Regions from separate parts of the Gossypium hirsutum genome. Here region 1 is linked to region 2. A link is a contact called in public Hi-C data. All regions are on one chromosome and are shown on one strand. Each heading gives the region's core, a stretch centred on a gene start, on an enhancer-like site or on the middle of the called end of the contact. The rest is flanking DNA. Distances are from core to core; before and after follow the strand shown. Region 1 holds the start of LOC107910596 (protein NO VEIN). Region 2 holds the start of LOC107910181.

Region 1 (6,951 bases), core at 2,552-5,051, 350 kb before region 2:
TATATTTCCAATTAAACGATCTTCTCAACCCAATTCTAATCCCATTAAAATCATGACAACTTTACTGTAAAAGAATCTATGAAAAAATATATTTACTATTTCTACATTCAACAGTTCACAATAACTAAATGATTTATTTCCATTTTCGAACTTCATTTAATTCGAAAAACATAAATTCATTTCCAGGTCATTTTTCATTTTCATTTAGGAGAAAATCACATTCATTTCTAAATGTTTCCCATTTCTCCATTTTCATCATTTTAATTCATTTCTGTTCATTTGATTCAACATGCAATTCATTTCTAGTTTCAGTGAGTTAATGAAATGATCGATTAGACATATGTGATCGAGGCTTAAATGATTTATAATTAAGTTTCATCTTTTCGCCTATTAATTAGAAACTCATTTAGTCACAAAGTCATTTCACTATAATATTGTGACTGAGCTCTCCCCAACATCATATCATTACAAAAGAACCTCAATCAGTGGTTGTCCAATGACCTTGTTATAAGTGTGTTATCCTCATAGAATGAGGAATACTTACCTATTTTTGCTAGGTTTTCACTTCCTTTGCTTAACTTTTCTTCCTTTTGACTCTTTTGCACTTCTTTTCCTTTGTCCATAACACTTTTATCATTTTCTTTCTCTTTCTCTTCATGAACACAACATAAACATAATCAATATTCATGCTATAAATCATTATCTCTTTGTTTCTACTTCAATAAACACAATATTCACAAGAGAATACTTGGTCTTTTACCTTATCACCTTGATTTCTCACATTTTCTTAACTTCCTCTCACGTTCACCCATGAGCTCATGAATTCCATACTGAAAACTAAAATTTTGATGTTGTTAGGGACTTGATTTCATTTAAAAATTTCCTTAGAAATCAAAGATTTTGGGTGGAGACTTATAGTTCTCATGGAGGAGGACCAAATTGTAAGAAAACGAAACTTTCCTATTTACTTTAATAATTATTTAATACAATAATATAAAATATCTTATAATAATTTCAATCAATTGGCCCTTTGACTCATGTTGAATGTTAATTTTTTAACGAATTTGCTAACATGGCTGTTAACGGTTGTTGAGTTAGCCAATGGGTGCTAGTGTGGTAATTTGCATCAACATCGATTGCTATCATGGCATTGCCACCCTAGCAAAAAATAAAAAAAAATCAAAATTTTTTGAAAAATAAAAAAAATATTTTGACATTCTAAAAAATTAAAAATTTATAAAAAGTCAAAAATTTATAATAAAAAATAAAATTATTATAAAATATAAATAATTTAAAATTTTAAAAATTATAAAAGGAGTACAGCGATATTTTTAATTTATACTTTAAAAATATTGAATTTAATTGAAGAGAGTTTCATTAGATTGAAAATTTCGAGTTGTAGCCTTTATGAAAGGGATTGAACTTTCATTACTTGAATTTTTTTTTTAAATTTCTTAGTTGTTTTACTTAGTTTGAATTCTTGCGATTTCCATGGTCTTTCACAACTTTTTATTTTTTATTTTTTTAACATTAATTTTAGTATAGGTTCTTATCATATATATACTTTTATACAATGTTTACAGCCTCTGCCAACCCTTAAATAGGAAGATAATGTATTTCAGCGCACTTTAACCCACGTTCTCTTTTATTGACAATAATACCGATGCCAATCGAATTAAAACTTGATTAACATAAGATAACAATTTTAAATTTTTTATTTTGAAACAAATAAATTTATTTTTTTTAGTTTAGACTTAAAACTTAATATATATTTATTAAAAGTAAAAAATTAAGCCGATTGAGTCTTAACTCGATTGGCATAGGCATTGTTGTTAATATAGATGTGAGTTTGAGTGCGCTAAAACGTATTATAATCCTATTTATGAGTTAGGGAGGGGCTATGCCTAGTTTAAGACATTGTGTAAAAAAGAACAAATATGATCAAAACCTATAATAAAACTGTTCAATATATATATCAATGACAATTTGTAAATATCTCGAGACGGGGTGGGATTGATTGACCTCAAACCCAATCCCTACTCGACCTGACTATTTTTCTAATTTCAACCGACATGACTCGTGTTCAACCTGATTTTTTCAAAAAAAAAAAATTCTAACTCTAACGAATCAAAAACTCATCGAATTCAGTTTTTTTGTTTTTTGTTTTGCTATCCTATGGATGATAGTATGTAACTTTTAAAATATTAGAATTTAAATTCGGTCATTATATTGTAATTTTCATTATATGATTATTATTCTAATATCATTACTCCAATCTTCATATAATATTTAATAGATAGATGCAACCTATTAAATACTTCAAAGTATTTGATAATTTTCATTATACCATTTTTATAATTTTTATATGTTTTCTTATAATTTTTAATTACTTTTATTTTTAAGGGAATTTTTAATAATTTTGAAATTTTAAAATAATTTTTACTTTTTTCTAATAATTTCTATAAATTTTCTTAGGCTTATGGTAGAAAAGGGCTTTGAAGAATTAAAAAAAAATCAATTAACCCTTTTAAGTTTTTGCATTCAATTGAGTTCCTAAACTTACAAACTTGATTAAATTGACCTTTTGACTAACTTTGACTGTTAATTTCTAACGGAGTCTTTACGTGACCATTTATGGCTGCTAAGCTAGCCAACATGTACTAACGTGATGGTCCACTTTAGTATCAATGCCACATCAGTAAAAAAAATCAAAATTTTCAAAAAAAAATATTAAATTTCAAGTTCAGAAAGAATCTAGACAAATGATTGTCAGATAAATTTGGATACCCATTTATCCATATTCATTTTGAAATTATAAAAAATCATAAAAATTATAAAAATTCAATATTGATAATATTTATAAAAATAATTATAAAAATGATAAAAATATAAAATTTTATAAAAATCGTATAATGATTTTTTTTATAAATTTTAAAATTTTATAAACGTATATTTTTTTTCTATTTTTATAATTTTTAATTATTTTTATTTTAAGGAAATTTTTTTACAAAATTTGGATTTTTTTATAATTTACTAATTGATCAATATTTTTTAATAGTTTTTTAAAATTTTGGTTTTTGTAATTTTTATAACATCAATGAAAGAGCTGAATTTGTCAATTTTGTAAGTTTAGGGGTTCAATTGGATGTAAAAAGTTAGGAGGGACTTTTTTGATTTTTTGAAATTCTTCGAGTCCCTTTTATACCATTAAGCCATTCTTATGGGTTTTTTTTTTTTAATTTTAGAATGAACATGGACAACCATTTGTTTTTACTTGAATTTTCAAAATATTTTTTTTTTAAATTTTATTTTTTTTGTATTTTTTGTTGATGTGGTACTACCACATCATCAATGGTGTTAATGTGGATCAATTTTATAAGTTTAGGGTTCAATTGAGTGCATAAAATTGAAATGATTGGTTTTTAAATAGAATTTTTGGACTATTCCATATATTTTTATAGTTGAATAGTAAAAAAACAAAGTTACTTTTACCGAATGCTTTTTATCTTACTCGAGTTTGAATATAAAATGTCGATTCCAAATTATATTGTTTTTCATTTAGATATTTAAAGTTTTTTTATTCAAAAGTAGAATTTAAAATGTTAATTTTATCTCAAAAAGTGTATAATGTCTAAGAGCATGTTACCCTATCATGTTTTTATTGAATGATATCCTATTTTGATGAAATTAATAGCTTATGTATGACTTTTTTTTTTGTTTTTTTAAATAGTTTTAATTTAAGTGAATACGAAAATAAAAGAATTCTAAGATAAAAATCCAAATAAATCGTCACAGTATATAATACGCAAAGCTGACAATGCTAATCCCTCCCTAAACCTACATCCTTCTTTCCTTTCAAGATGCGCGGTCGCCATAACGGCCACCGTCCCTTCCGCCCCCCTGGCGGCCATCCTCCATCTCAACCACCATTCGAACCTTCAAATCCAAACTTCGCTCTCCAAGACCCCAACGTTCTCCAATTCCTCCAGGCCCTTATAACTCCAGTCCAACCAAACTTTGCTCTGCAACAAAGCCCTAACAATTTCTTCTTCCAAAACTCTAATGCTTATTCCCTTCCTCAAAACTCTATTATCCCCCAACCACAACCACAACAGGTCAATAACCCCAGCAGCAGCCAAAGTCAGCTCCACAACCATAGAGGCAGCGCCGCCTCTGGCCAAGTCCCGAAGGAAGTCCAGGAAAGAGCAAACCAGGCTGTGAACCAGGCGTGGCGTGAGCTTATTGCTACCGGAAATAGTGTTACGGCATGGAAAGTTTCGGAGGCAGCCTTGGTAGCCCTGCAGGCTGACTCATGGAGCTCGTTAGGATTGGACATGCAGGGGATTCCGTCTCTTCAAAGGCTTATGGCCATTGAAGGAAGGGTAATTACAATACACAGATGATATATCTTTTATATACATACATGCTTAATACATGTATTTTGCAATTTTAGTGGCTATAAGAATGTTGAAATCCTTTGATGGAATAGGGACATTTGGATGCTTTGCTTATTGTTGCTGGTAATGATTTTTATAAGATTAGGGTTCAAATCATACTTCTCAAAGAGATATAGAAAGCATGTTTGAACCAGAAAGCAAAGAATACTTCTGAAGAGTCAAAAGATATGATGCCAATAATCTTTGCAGAATGAAATGCATGTTTTTCTTTGGATTAGAATAGTTATGCCAGAAGGGGTATAGCATTTTAATATTTTGATCCTTTTTTTATTATTTTTAATCAGTTAAAATCTTGCATTTTTACAATTTTCTTTTGTTTAATTACAAGCAAGCAACTGTGGAAACGTAAGTAGCAGACACGCTAAACAAAGCCTTAAGGCTGGTTTTTTTTTTTTTGTATTCTGAGAGTTGAAGACATTCATTAGAAAGTTGGAATTACTGACTTAAATAACTGGTGTTTCTTAGTTTTTCCTTTCAAGGGGACAGGCAGGGCATATTTCGCTATCTACATGGAAAGGAGCTTTTCATGTGTAGTAGACAAATTGAAATTTTCTACTGCCCATTTTTTATCGGTGCAAGATGCCAAATGAAGGCTAAATTATATATTATTTGAAACATAATGGTTATTTTTCTTTCTTTTTTTATTCTTTTTCTAATTTCTTGCTTTCTTCATCTATTTTCTAGGTAAATGCATTTATCCAATGTTTTGCTGGAGTACGAAGAATTACTACATTGTATGAGTTGGAGCTGGCAATATGTGAGAATGAGGGTGTTAGGACATATGAGAAGCTGGAGCTTGGCCCTTTGCTTCGTCATCCACTTATCTTGCGTTATTTTTCAGTTAAAAATTGTACAGAAGTGTTTAAAATAACAAGTGAGGACATAATTGCTCACATCCATGAATTCATTGACGGCCACAAAAATCAAGAAATTCTTATTGATGAATTTCTGGAGTTTGTTGCTGATAAGCAAGCTGCCACAAGCAAGGAAAAGCTTGGTGTGCGTATTCGGAGCTTGGCGTATGTATTCCATATCTCTGTACTTCCTTTAACTAGAAAGAAAGAAGTAGGAAAAGTCTGATGCACTGATAGAAACCAGTGCCTTGAGAACTTCATAGAACAGTTTCGAACAAACATGGCTAATTTTGATTTTGGTATTTGCTTTTAGGGATGTGGCGTTGTTTTCTCAAAAATTAGTTTATAATGCTTATAGATTACAACCTCCAATGTCTTGGTTGTTGCTTCAAAGGCACATTTTAGATAATTATGACCTGATAAAATTTTCATTAATACAGTAATAAAATAATTTATCGTTATCCTTAACAGAAGCGGAGTTGGCTTTTTTTTCTTCATAGCTTACAAATCTATTACACTTTAAGAACTTTCTTCTTAAATTAAAAACCTAATGTTACTTTCATGGTTTGTTTCTTTTTTCTTTCTATATGACATCCTATAATTTGTTTATTGCATGATTAATTTTATGTTACTCTCTGTATGATATCCTTTTGGTGAATTGTTACATGTTTTGTTTCTTTCCAGTTTCTATCTGATATCCTATAATCTTTTTCTAAGGCTTAATTGGGCATTAACATCATTCATTTGAATACATTACCTTATGAAGTCAACTTCTGATAGCCTACCACATCTTATAGTGTCATATTCACTGACCACATCCTAATTTGACAGCAAATCTGATATTATAGTATATTGAAATTGTTACTGTTGTGATCATAGGATGTATACTAGTTTTATCAAGAAGGCTGAGGGAAAGAGAGACTTTGAGGTAAAGAAATGCCAAAAGGGGCTGAAGCTAAGAAAACATTGCAAGGGTCTTAAGCTAAAAGAACGATATATGAACATATCACAGCAAGTTGAGTCATTTATGTCAGTACACAAGGATTTTTGTGGCAAGCATATACGATTTGATTCCTCAAGCACAGAGGAGGAAGATGCCAGTGACAGTGCTCATGAACATGAAAGGAATGACAATGATGAAGGCAGTGACTCAGAGTTGCCATCAGAAGTTATTAGTAGCTCTGATCGGGTTAGTAGTTGTCCTTACCCTTCTGCAGCAGAAGAGTTGATAAGGCTTGGCTTGAAAGATAGAATGCCTAAACCTTCTCCTGCTACTGCTAGCTCAAAGCGCAATGACTGTACAGGGCCATACAAAAGGAAAAGAAAAATTGATAGTCCCAGTCCTTCCATCTCTAGACCACCTAAGCTAAGCAGAAGAGATGGACTCAAGCAAGCTACTATTCCAAATGAAAATGGAAATCAATCCAAAGACCTTAGTAGTTTAGATGAAGCTGATATTTTGCTCTCTAATAACTTGATGAAGACATTCATCACAACCTGGAAGGAGGCATGTAGGGAGCACACAATGGAAGAGGTTAGTTCACTCTTTAAAATAGTTTAGTGGTTTATTTTTGTTTCTCCATCCCAATACAATTAGTTGTCTCTTCCTGAGGAATCTGCAATATTTCAAAAGAATCTGC
Region 2 (6,778 bases), core at 2,536-5,035:
TCAACTTCATTGATGTCAGATTTTTCAGTTTTTCTTGTCCCAATATCATCAGTGTCCTCAACTTCAAGTAAATGAAATGCTTGATTAGCATGCAATAGTGAAGAACTATCCGTTGATTCACATGATGTTCTCATGTTTTTCACATAATTTTCATCTCCAACAACATTGTTTAACTTTCCAGCCTCTACATCAGCATCTGTAACCATAGGTTTCACATCAGGTACATCATTTAGCATGCTTCCTTGAAATCCCATCCTTTGCAAATCATCAGCAACATAGACCGGTTGCTGTTCTTTGAGAGACAGGACTTCCTGATCCTTCTCATTCTCAGTTGTATCAGCGTCAAGAGGAGACAACACATTGGACCCTTTATTTAACTCATCTGCAACATTGAGCAGCTGCTGTTCTTTGAGAGACTGGACTACCCGATCCTTCTCATTCTCAGTTGTATCAGCATCAACTAATGCATCGGACGCTCTATCGATCTGAATCACATCAGCATTCCCAATCACGAACACTTCTTCAATGATAGCTTCATTATTTCCACTAAGTTTATAGCTATCTTCAATAGCGATTTCTTCATCCATTGGATTAGACACAAATGTATCAGACTTCTCCTGTGAAACATGGTCTTTGACTTCGTCTTCCTTATCAACAATTATTTCTTTAGAAGCTAAGGTCTCCAATTGAGGTAAATTCACTCTCGTATGATCTTTAAAACCTTCAAGCTTGATTTCAGCATCATCTACAACAGGAATATCATCAGGACTGCAGAGCACATAACCACTTTCTTTTTTTTTTTCCTTTTTTTCATTGACCTCATTTGAATCGACATCAATGGAAGAGTCTGTACCGTGTGCTGCATCAGTCTGTAATTCAAAGGTACCCGTAGACACATTCTTATAATTTGTAGATTCAGCTTTGGACGAAAGATCATCAATGACCATGTTGAGAGCCAAATTGTCACTATTTTCCTCTAATTCCACAATTTTGTCAGCCAAAACAGTCTCTGAAATTAAATCCTCAGCATTTTCGGATTTCAGACCTGCATCCATTAAATTTTCTTCAAAACTAATTCCAGGGTTTCCCTTTCCATCAGTCTCATGCTCACCGTTTCCACTCATGCATGTCTTAGAAGACATATCTGAAGTTTCGTCCAGTCTCGTTTCCGAGATAGATTCTGTTTCAGATATTTTGCCAGCATGTTTGCTAGGCAAAACCAAGGCACTCGATAGGTTTTCGTTAAACTTGCTTCCTTCGTTCTCATTGGCATCAGTTGCTTGCCCAACAGAGCAAGCTGCTACACTAACACCAGCATTGACTTTCCTACTCTCTTCAGAGATACCCTTTAGTGTTTCCGTTTCGATTGAGACCACATCACTAGCAGAGCTGTTTTTATCCTCGGAATCTTTACTATAGCTCAAACCAACATCATGGTGCCCGGATGTGCCCACTGGCAGAACAGGCATGCTTTTTGGAACAGGATTTTCATTTTGGCTTCCATCAACTGAATTCCGTGGTGATTGAAGGATATCTGCATATGTAAATGAAACCAAATTGTTAAAACTAGATCAAAAGTAATGTTGTATTACCACCTCAACCGATACCCAAAAATCACTTTGAACTTGATCAGAATTTCATTTCTTTTATATCTGTGCTACAGTTTGGCAAGTTTAGCTCATTATATGCTCGGTTGTGAGGACATTGGTATGTAGGGGTGAGTATTTGGTTTTATCAATCAGTTTGGTCGGTTTTTTGAACTTAACCAACAACCTTCAATGTTAATCGAACAGACCGAATAACTTAATTTTTTTATATATTATAGAAATAAATAAAAATGATATATATATTAATTCGGCTAAGTTGATTGGTTTAGGTATGAATTTTAATAACCGATAACTCACTAACCTAACCATCTTAACTGTGAGACCATAACCGCCGACTTAACAGAATGGGTCAATTAGGTCTATTATAACCGATTTTTGCTCACCCTATTGGTATGTATCTAACATGAGTATTCAACTTCTTTCCAAGATCTCTACGTATTTGGAGGATTCTTGGAACATCATATCCCATACTCATTTCCAGATATACATCAGCCATGGATTCTTTGAGAAAATTAAAAAATTCAAACAACTTAGCCTTAATCACACAAAGCAGTAAATTCTAATGCAAAACTTTATGATAAGTAGACGTAAACTGGTTCAGAAAAAACCGCAATCCAAACTGAATTAAAGTACGAGCAACTTCTTCTAGACATGGTTAAATCGGATATACATACTTACATCAGGCACATAACCATACCTAACGCTTCTCCGAATAACGAGCAAAACATTACTAATAAAATAATATGAGTATTAGCCTACATAGTATCGACATTGTTCGCAATAGATTCGAGCATTTATCCGAATATGGATACTTCAAATTTTCTTTGTGTGATATATGCATTGACACATGTATATAAAGGGGTCACATTTAAAAATACTCTAGTATCGAGACATGGGCATAAAGGAGTAACTTCCAAAATTCCTCCATCCGACACTTGTAGCCAAATCCAAGTCCAACATCAAAAAGTGGTAATAGAGATTTATTGTGAATTACCGAAATCTTCACAATCTTTGAAAGAAATGGCGGAAGCAAGATCCTTGTCGGCTTGGCTGACAATATCCGTACTCCAACCTAATTCGCCATCATGAAATTCCGTTGCCGCATCCGAAAATACTTCTATTTCTGATCTATTCGACATTGCTCCGACTCCTCTGATACTTTTCTCCCAACCACGCCTTTCCATAATCTTCGCCTCAACTGGATTCACCAAAATCCGTACATTCAATTAGGAATGACAACAAAAATGGAGAAAATCGAAATCGGTTTCTGAGGAAAAAAAATCGTCAATCGGAAGTATTGAGAAAATATATAATCAGAATTTTTTTAAAAAAAAACCATAAAAATGAAGGAAAGATATTCTTTAGTTTAGAAACCAGAGGGAAAAGAAAAACAACACATACATACATACATACATACATACATACATACATACTTTAGTTTTTATTTTCATGGATGATGGATATATCATCATTTTCTAGGCTGGTTAAAGTTGTTTGACTTTTTTTTTTCGGGAAAACATTACCAACTTTCTGGACTTTCTTGTTTCTTATGAAAGAAACTAGAATAACTTTTTCTTCAATCTGCCATTAATTTCACTTCATTTCCATTGAAAAAATTATTTATATAAAAGAAACAAGAAAGCCCAGAAAGTTGGTAATCTTTTTCCAGGACAAAAAAAAGTCAAACAACTTTAACCAGCCTAGAAAATGATGATATATCCATCATCCATGAAAACAAAAACAAAAGTTTTTATACATATATTGTAATAAACAAGAAAACACGGGAAAGACAAACAGACAACTTCAACAAGCCCAGAAAATTATTAAATAAAAAATAAAAATCATTAAAAATTTTGAAGAAAAAAAAGGAAAGGAAAAAAGAAAAACCTGAGGATCGATTCTTTCCATGGCCTTGATTATCCATAACAAAAGAGATGAAGAAGAAGCAAAAAGTAGAGAGTGTTTAGATATGAGAAAATACAGAGAAACAGTGAGGAAGAAAAAGAGAGAAGAAATTGATTTTAAGGCAAGAAGAGAGGAGATTGACTTATTAATGAAAGTTGTATGAAGTAAGTAATGTGAAAGTGAATACATAATCCAATCCCATTTCAGTTGAATGCATCTCATTTTACAAAAAAAATGAGTTGGGTTCTTTTTTTGGCCAATCCAAATATTAAAATAATAATATTAGAATGTAATGATTGAAAATATAGTAGGTTTTGTGGTAAAAGTAGTATAGTAGTCTATCCTATATTTCATTTGGGATTTTTTATTGAAAAAAATGGCAAATGGATTGCATACATCTGATGAAAAGATATCGTCAAAATTGTACTTTTAAAGTTTTGAACTCAAAAGTGGACCTTTTTATTGAAGAACGAAATAAAAAAAATTTTAAAAAATTTATAATTATAAAAAAACACTAAAACAAATCCTTTAATTCGATCGACAGTTGTTAAAATAAAATTATTAATAATAATGGATAGAGAGCAATCAGATAAGAAATTGTACTTTAAAGTTAAATGCTTATTTGGGGGTTACATCTTTATTAAATTTAATCCATACTCTCAACATTTCAACTAACATGTCACTCTTGTGCATTTTTATTTTTAGAATTTTCATTGAATAATGAAAAACTTTTGTAATTCTTTTTTATCACTATTTATTTATGATTTTTTTCAAAATTTTAATAATTTATAAGTTATCTGTTGATTCTGTTTTATATAAGATAGAATAGTAAAGATTGAGGGTCAATATATTTTAAATAAAAAAATAAGGGCCAATTGAATAAAAATGTCAATAAACTAAATTTATTATTATTCTTTATATATAAAATGCCAAAATCAGCATTTAAAAATTTAATTTAATTGATGAATTATATTACTCCATCTAAAATATAAAGATTAATTTATGAAGGAGGGAGTAGAGAGACTCTAATGGTTTCATAAAATATATATGTATAAAAATAGATAGTTTGAGTGAAACTAATATTTTTAACCTACTTGAATATATGCGCGCTTGAAATATATATATATAATTTCAACCCGAATATGTGAGTTTGAAAACCGAAAATTTTATATTAAAAAAATTCATCTAAATCTATGAGCTAGACTGAGATACATGAATTTATTAATTTGATAGCAAAACGGGAATTTAATTAATCTAAAATTAAATGGAGTGTAATAATTGAAGAGTGTGAAGTGAAAGATGTAAGGTAGTAGCTGTAGCAGGTGATTAAAACTATGGTTGCACGTGGACCTACCCATTCTTTGACTGACGTCTCCTTTTCCCACGCGGGGTCAGACGAAAGAAAATTGGGTAAACTATACTACAAGTCATCCAACTATGGGCTATTTTCTATTTTAATCATTCAATTATTAATTTTTTAAAATTGATCACGCAATTATAAATTTATTTTTTTCTCACCCAATTATAACTTTTCTAAAATTGGTTATCCAACTAATAAGATTGTTTTTATTATCCATTTTTGTTAATTGCAAGGTGACATGGTAATTAAAAAATTAGTATAATAATAAATTTAGCTTTTAATTTTTACATATTATATCAATTTAGTCATAATTTCAAAAAATAATCCTCAAAATTTACAAATGATGAATCCTAATTCTAAAAAAAATAAAGATACATAAATATTTTCAAAAAAAATAAATTTAAACAGATTAAAAAAGAACCCAAAAATGAAAAACGAATCCATTGTTAGAGATTAACAGACAAAAACAATTCATTTATTAAAAACAACAACACTTTCCAAGTGAAAATGGCTCAAGCTTTTTCAAATCTAAGCTTCTCTTGGGATAATGTGGGAGAAATGGGGAGAGAGGAAGAGCGTAGGGAGAAATGGAAAGGGTTTTTTTTTTTTTTTTTGGGTTCCCCGTCCTTAGCCTTAGGTTTCTTATTATATAATTTCAACATAATTAACAGAGTTTTCAGAAACCATCACATGAAAATTTCATTCTTTAATGGAAACAGTCGACAGCATTAATCTTAGAACTAAGATTCGATATAAGACTTAAATTACAAAATTTGGTGAAATACAGGCAGCACAGATAATGTTTATTGCACAGATTTCAACTTCCATATCCATGTTGTAGACAATTCAATGCTCTTTGAACAACATTGTTTCCCTACTGATCTTTCGCCACCAAAACCAAACCATCCATCCCGGAGGATTGCAAGCATTGCTCGACCAGATGACTTCATTGCAGGGTTTTGGAGTCCTACCACACTTTCCCTGTGGGATCTTGTGCTAGGAATGCCACATATCAAATTCAGCAGGACCTTTGATTCGGGTGATGAATTCCTTCTAACACTTGAATTTGTTGTTGGATTCTGAGTATGATTTCTAATTTCTTTTGGAAGTAGGATTTTCAACTTCTCCTAACAACGGGATTAGTCTGAATTATAGTCCCCAAAATTCGCTATGTTGCTATTTTTAGCATAATTATAAAATTTTATATAAATTAATTTAGAGATAGGTTATAATGGGTTATATCCTTTTTATAATATAATATAAACCCTTTTTTTCGAATAATCTCATTATAGGTTCTGATTTTTTTTTACACAATACTTAGAACTACTCATAATTAGGAGTATGCAAATTTCGGGTAAAACCAAATTAATTCGGTTAACTGATCGAATTCAGTTAATCGGTCGGTTAACCGAATTAATTCGATCGGGGTTGGTTAATAATTTTTTGGAAGTTTAATTAATGGTTAATTAACCGAAAATTTATATTTTTTATATACATTTTACATATATTAAATTCGGTTAATTCAGTTAATTTTTTATATGTTTTATACATATTTTAACCAAAAAAAATAAAAAATAAATAAATTTTGGTTAATTCAGTTAACCGACCGAATTAACCGAAAAAGTTCGGTTCGGATAATTTTTTTGAAAATTTGTTGGTTTGGTTAACAGTTAAAGGTTTAAAAGGGTTGGTTAATGATAGTTCGATTCGGTTAACCGATCAGTTAACCAATTGAACACCCGTACCCATAATCACTTAAAAATAAGTTTTACAAATTGTCCAAAACTTTTATAACACTTCTTATAAATAATATAATTTTTTGTTATAATTTTAGAAAGTTACTTTTTATAAATAAATTATGATAAAAAAAAGCTATAACATTTTTTACGAATAAATATATTATTTT

The links. Hi-C and Micro-C count contacts between places; a contact is called where the count stands out from the background.
Region 1: a contact with region 2 is called in a Hi-C map of leaf, with 2.0 times the contacts expected there. The contact joins the promoter of LOC107910596 here to the promoter of LOC107910181 in region 2. A contact is called at or near these places in 2 of 34 Hi-C or Micro-C datasets (both in leaf).

What each region holds. Positions count from the first base shown.
Region 1 is chrD02:37,338,238-37,345,188 of Gossypium_hirsutum_v2.1, reverse strand. LOC107910596 (protein NO VEIN) reads left to right here and starts at 3,801. Exons shown (of 13, transcript XM_016838482.2): 1 at 3,801-4,382; 2 at 5,142-5,476; 3 at 6,191-6,845. The coding sequence starts at 3,861.
Region 2 is chrD02:36,991,700-36,998,477 of Gossypium_hirsutum_v2.1, reverse strand. It overlaps LOC107910181, which reads right to left and starts at 3,785. Exons shown (of 4, transcript XM_016837960.2): 1 at 3,495-3,785; 2 at 2,602-2,805; 3 at 1-1,534. The coding sequence starts at 3,531.